Regions from separate parts of the Mus musculus genome. Here region 1 is linked to region 2. Evidence: chromatin contacts called from public Hi-C data. All regions are on one chromosome and are shown on one strand. Each heading gives the region's core, a stretch centred on a gene start, on an enhancer-like site or on the middle of the called end of the contact. The rest is flanking DNA. Distances are from core to core; before and after follow the strand shown.

What was found. A called contact is a pair of places that touch in the nucleus more often than the background predicts.
Region 1: a contact with region 2 is called in a Hi-C map of muscle stem cells, with 2.1 times the contacts expected there. The contact joins two enhancer-like sites. A contact is called at or near these places in 2 of 484 Hi-C or Micro-C datasets (embryonic stem cells and muscle stem cells).

The regions. Positions count from the first base shown.
Region 1 is chr2:113,231,978-113,234,947 of GRCm38.p6, reverse strand. No RefSeq gene overlaps it. Among named protein-coding and RNA genes, the nearest start is that of Ryr3, 16 kb to the right of the region's middle. Within about 2 kb of position 1,372, at least 16 of the 459 cell types and tissues checked have an H3K27ac peak or open chromatin away from gene starts, as enhancers often do. A contact at or near this core is called in muscle stem cells, where this site is marked.
Region 2 is chr2:113,016,591-113,019,586 of GRCm38.p6, reverse strand. All of the region lies in intron 2 of Ryr3 (ryanodine receptor 3), which reads left to right. Among named protein-coding and RNA genes, the nearest start is that of Ryr3, 200 kb to the left of the region's middle. Within about 2 kb of position 1,481, at least 6 of the 459 cell types and tissues checked have an H3K27ac peak or open chromatin away from gene starts, as enhancers often do. A contact at or near this core is called in muscle stem cells, where this site is marked.

The sequences.
Region 1 (2,970 bases), core at 123-2,622, 220 kb before region 2:
TCTCCTGAACCCTAGTTTCTAAACTCTTCATAAGGAATAGAAAAGGAACTATAGTTTTGTGCTGTTTGTTTATGTTCTGAAAGTTCTGAAATTGTATTTGTTGCATAGAAAAACTGTCAGAAAATCTTAATACAAACTGATAGATCAAAACAAATTCAAATGTCTTATCGGGAACTAGGATTCACATTAGGCCACTAGAGGGCAGAGTAGTGTAACTGTGACTGTGTGAGTCCAGACGCCTGAGAAGCTTCAACTGTTTCAGGAGAAAAAGATATCCCAGACAAGAAAGTCCATGTAGGGTGTTAAAAAAAGAACTCATACAATCTTCTGGTCCTGGTTTGACCATTGAGTGCATAATTACTCTTCCCTGCTTGATACCGCCTGCCTTGGTTATTTTTAAATTCTGGTTTAATCCTAGTCATTGCCTATTGCCATCTGAGGCCATAAGTTAACTTTGAATTCAGGTTGAGAGTCTGTTACACAATGTGAGTCACCACATTTCCAATTTGCTACCAACTGCAAACATTCAGGGACCCTCCCATTTATCCCATACATTCTGGGCCCTTCCTTGCTGTTACCTTAGCCACAGAGTTCTCATGATCTAACCCACATTCCTCACTCTTCGCAGAACCCCACTCCTGTTTTCTTTTGGGTATTGATGGAAACAGATTGTTACCCACGCAGAGGGCTCTGTGATATCCTTTTGGCCTTCTGCTTTTCTGGGGACATTGTGTGCTTCTCTGTTAACTTCTTTCTGACCCCCCCCCCCCCCCCGGCACTGCTGTGTCCTTCATAAACGAGAAGAATAGCAAAAATCATTCATTTTAGTTGGCATATTCTTCATAACATTTTGTTCCAAACCCTTGGATTAGCTTGTCCTTTTCAGCACCAAGTTGGGATCCACAGGTTTGTCTCTAGTGAGATGGCCCTTTCTTGCTCACTTTGACTTTAACTCAAATGTATACCAGAGCACACAGTCAGCGTAATTGTGTGCAGCTTCTAATTCCTTCAGCAGGAAAACATGAAAGCAATCCCCAACTCTCTGCCAAACAGGATAGTGGTTCCTTAAATCGCCCTTTCAGTCTCAAGTCTAGCTACTACCCAAGCCACAGGTACCCTGGTACTGAAGGCAATTTCCAGGGGCATGGGGCAAACATCTCTGACAACACAGCCTTCAGGGACTCCTGAGTGGAGGACTCTGTGTAGTTGGTTACAGTGATGGACACATCACTTGGAGTTCATCTCTAATAATATCACATGAATACAATCTTTCCTGGGACACAAATCATGTGGCTTCTTCAGTATGTGTGACAAACTTCTAAGCTATGTATGTGTCACATTGCAAACATGTGGGCATTAGGACCTGGGTTCTCTTAGATGCAGATGTGAGCCAGCTCTGCCCCAAGGCTTTTCCAACAACCACAAGCAAACAAGCTGCTAGTCGATGCTTGTGTCCTTTCTGAGCTAAAGGAAAAAACTCTTATCCAATGACAGGACATTCTTGGGCGGATGGGCATAGCTGCTCATGCACACAGCAGGTCACTATGGAAGTGAGTTTTCTTTAGTCAATGAAGGTCGACTCCTCCCCCCTCCATTCTTTCTCTTTCCTCAACAGTTGGAAAAGAATGAAACAGAAGCAAGAAAAATGCTTCATGTTTTATCTGCTCTCATTCACAGCAGGGACTGTGACCAATAATTGGTCTCTCTAGTGCTTAGCATATTAAATATTAACTATGAAATAAGAGCAGAAAGCCCATTTTCTGGCTCATCTATTTTTCTGATATGGGTAAGTGCTAGCTAGGCATTCACTAGCAGCTGTAATGAACATGTTTTCAGGCCTTTTACTGAGCCATGTGAATGTGTTAATCCTGTTTAAGGGTTTTGTCATTGCTTAACTTTCACCACAGCATTTGCAGGAATCAGCATCATTATCATCATCATTATTTCCATTTTACAGATGGAGAAACTGAGGTTATGAGAAGATAAGAAGTTTACTCGACATCTCACACCTGGCAAAGCCATGAGACTAGTTCAATGGAGATGGAAATGATATTCTAAACTAGGCTTGCACAGGACACTGAACTAAGACACGTGAGCCTTTGTTCAGGATTAGCTCAATGTCACCAACTACAAATGTACACTTGGTTGAAGCATCTATGCTGTACAAACAGGTGTGCTAACCGGACACTGCAGCATCTATGAACTTAGCAACTTTACAGCCCCTGGAACGCCCCAGGCTCCACAGACTACGTTTGGCTCACTGTCCCACTTTCTAGACCTTCCCAGAAGCTGTAGTGTCCTTGTGAATGGCTCCAGCTGTCTGTCAGGCTCTGGGTGAATACACTTTGGAAACTGAAGGTGAGTGAAGCCGTATCCACACACACACACACTTCTACAGTGTGTATAGGCTCAAGGCCCTCGTGGACTCTGTCAATGACACAGAAGGAATAGGAAAGATGACTTTTGATTTGCAATCAGACTCCAGGGTTTATGACCAGTCCCTGAGGCCAGCTGGTCATTTCTAAGTCCTGCTACTCACCCCACTTGCTTCCTGCAGCAGTTAAAAAGAGAGCGTGGTATCTGGAATTGGTTTGTCACCAGTTCTGATGCTGGGGTCCATTAGATCTTAAAACATGTTTTTTTTGTGAAAACTGTACTTGATAATATTTATGATATTAGAAGTTAAAAAGAATAATTTAAAAATATTAACCAACTTTTAAGTAACAGTAATAGTCTCATTGCACGCGGCATTTCACTTAAACTTGACTGCATTACTTCACCTGCTAGTGAAAAATAGCATTGCTTCACATTTCCAAATGATTTTTACATTTATTTATTTGGGGTATGTATGTGCTTGTGCGTGTTTGTTTGTTTGTGTGTGTGTGTGTGTGTGTGTGTGTGTGTATACAAACATGTCACATGTCTAAGTTAGAGGGCAACTCATAGGACTTGGCTCTCACCTTCTACTCT
Region 2 (2,996 bases), core at 232-2,731:
TTAACTTATCCTTTAGATTTATTTCCTATTTATTTATTTAACTTCTCTTTTAGTTTACTTCCTATTGATTTATTTTACGTTTTGTTTTATGTTTCTCAATTGTCTAATTATTATAAATATTAAACCTCTTTAAGAAATTTTTATTTTAGATAATTTTAGCTTTAAATTGAAGTTTTTGAGATTTTCTTGATGTGTGTGGGTGTTTTTCCTGTCTCACATGTGTGACATGCTGGTGGAGGGCAGAAGGCGGCATCAGATCTCTGGAACTGGAGTTACAGATGGTTATGAGTCACTATATGGGCACTGGGAATCAACCCCATGCTATCTGGAAGAGATATCAATGCTCTTAACTGCTGATCCCTTGATCCCTTGTTTTTAAATGTTACGTTAGAGCTCTGCACGTTCTCCTGAGATTTTCTATTCACTGACCATTCCATTTTTTCCTACAAATTTATGTTTATAATAATTATTTAAAGCCCTTAAGTATTAGTTTTTAATAACTGTTTCTGGTGGTTGCCTGATTGTTCTTATCTCTCATGTTTCTCTTTTTAAAAACCAGGGTGCCGGGGCCAAGAAGCGGGAGTGGGTGGGTAGGGGAGCGGGGCGGAGGGAGGGTATAGCGAGCTTTTGGGATAGCATTTGAAATGACAAACAAACAAACAAAAACAGGGTTCCATTGTGTAGCAGAGGTTGGCCTCACCATCCACTGAGTAGCATAGGCTAGCCTTACGCTTTACTACTTCAGCCTCAGGCTTCCTGATGCTTTTTTTCCTTTTAGTGTCTTTTTAAGAAACATAGCTGTATTCTGGACATTGTACTTTTGTAATTATTCTGCTTCCTTTTATCTTCCCCTGGAAGATTGTATCTTGTTTTAGAAAGTAGTTAAATTATGGATGGGTCTCCTACTTGTTCTTATACTGCCCTGGTGTATTTTAGCTTCCTTCCCCCCCCCCACACACACACACTTTAGAGTATACTTCTTATGTGTGGAATTTAATTTTTCTGGGCTTCAATAAAAAGTCTTTGTTTTCTAAGCCCCTCTTCAACACCAAATTTCGCCACCCTAGAGCTTAGTAGATGCTTGAGTCTTTGCTCATAGTTGGCATTCCAACAGTTGTTTTTCTTGGCATACCTTACAGTATATCCTGAACCAATATTCAAACCCTTGACAGTAACCTGTGATGGTTCTCTTTTCTGGAATTCCTCTATTCACTTTTCAGATATTCTGATAACAACATACTCAAGCCTTTGACCACATAGCACTGTTTATACAAACAGCCAGTGAACAGATCTGTACCTTTATGAGGAAGCATAAGTCCATATGAATAGTACCTGGCTGCCTTTCTGTTGCAGGAAATATTTAAAAATTGCACCATCCTGCTCTCACTGGCTACTCTTGGGCACCGGAGACCCCACTGCCTCCATGGCTAGCCCCAAGCAGAGACCGCCCATCTCTCAGTTCTCTGACTCAGACTCTGCTCACATTCCCAGCCATCCAACCCCTGTGGTCAGCAGTTCCAAATCCCCGTAACCCGGTAAAATCAAGACTCTAGAGGCTTGGAATTACAAGTCAGATTTATATCAGTAAATGCTCACCCCACAAAACGTCCACACAATTTACTCAGAGCTAATTGATATTGGTATAAGTTGCCCGCCTAGATAAGACAAATTGTCCTGCAATTATCCATCCCTTATATGATATGCATAGATACCTGTGGCTCTTTAAAGCAACATGGAATCGGAATCGTCCTTTCTTCCCTCTCTTTCTATGCTCTCCTGCAGTCTCCAAAAATCTCCACCGGCCTACCTTTTCCACTGGCCAATCACAGGCTCTCACCTTATCTTGTGCCTGCCCTCACTTGCATATAGCCATCAATCCACACCTTTTCATCTTTAAAATGCTGTGTGTTGCCCCCACTGCCTCGGAAAAGTTTATTTTGAATATTCATTCAGAGCATATTACTCTTACTGGCATCATATTCCTCCACCATTAGCTAAGACCCAGGGATGTCAGATATAAAAATCCTGTTGTAAAGAAGGAATTTCCACAAGAGCGCTTCTAGGCATCCAGATAAAAGACTCTACCACGAGGACCAAGGTGTCAAGCAAGAGAGTGAGGGCTGGTAGATGGCACTATTAGTCCCGGGATTACATTGAGCACAGCTTCAAAGTATGTAAGAGGAAACAGGAGGGGCGGGCACAGACAAAGAAGGAGCAAGAACGTAAGGTGACTGTGCGTTAGGACTTACTGTGGAAGGCAAACTTGTGGAAATGGGCTGAACAGAAGGACACTAAGCAGGATTCAGGTTTCCCCGTGGGACAGGTAGTGATTGTGAAGGGATCAAGAGGATAAAACCAAGTATGAATCTACACTGATAGGGTCCGGCTTCTTGTAGGTGTTGTGCATGCCAAGTATGAAATATTAGAAAGAAGTGAGGCAGTGTTGATGGACCTCTCATGGGGTCTGTAGGAGACCAAGAGAAAGTTGTGGCAGGTGTGGGTGGTTGGACTGAGAACTCTCCCTCATAGGCTCTTATATTTGAATATTTGATTCTCAGTCAGTGGTGCTGTTTAGGGACTTTATGGAAACTTTAGGGGCTGGAATCTTGTGGAATAAGTATGTCACTGGAGGCAGATTTTAAAGGTCTCTCTCCTCCCCCCACTTCCCCTCCCCTTTCCCTCCCTTTCCCCTCCCCTTCCCCCTTCCCCTTCTCCTCCTCTTCCTTTCCCCTCCCTTTCCCCTCCCCTTCCCCTCTCCTTCACCTTCCCTTCTCTCCCTTTCTCTCTCCCTCTCTCTCCTGCTTCTTGAAATGTGATCAGCCAGCTTCTTGTCAAACAAAATGATAAGGAACCATGCTGACCTGCAGTGAAGAAGAGGGAGCCCCGGTGGGTTGGGTATGAGACTGAGGAATGAAAACACTAATCCAGTCTCCTGAGGAGACTCCAGAAGAGGAAGCATGGCACAGCAAAGGATATCAGTGGTGGCAGTTGCCTAA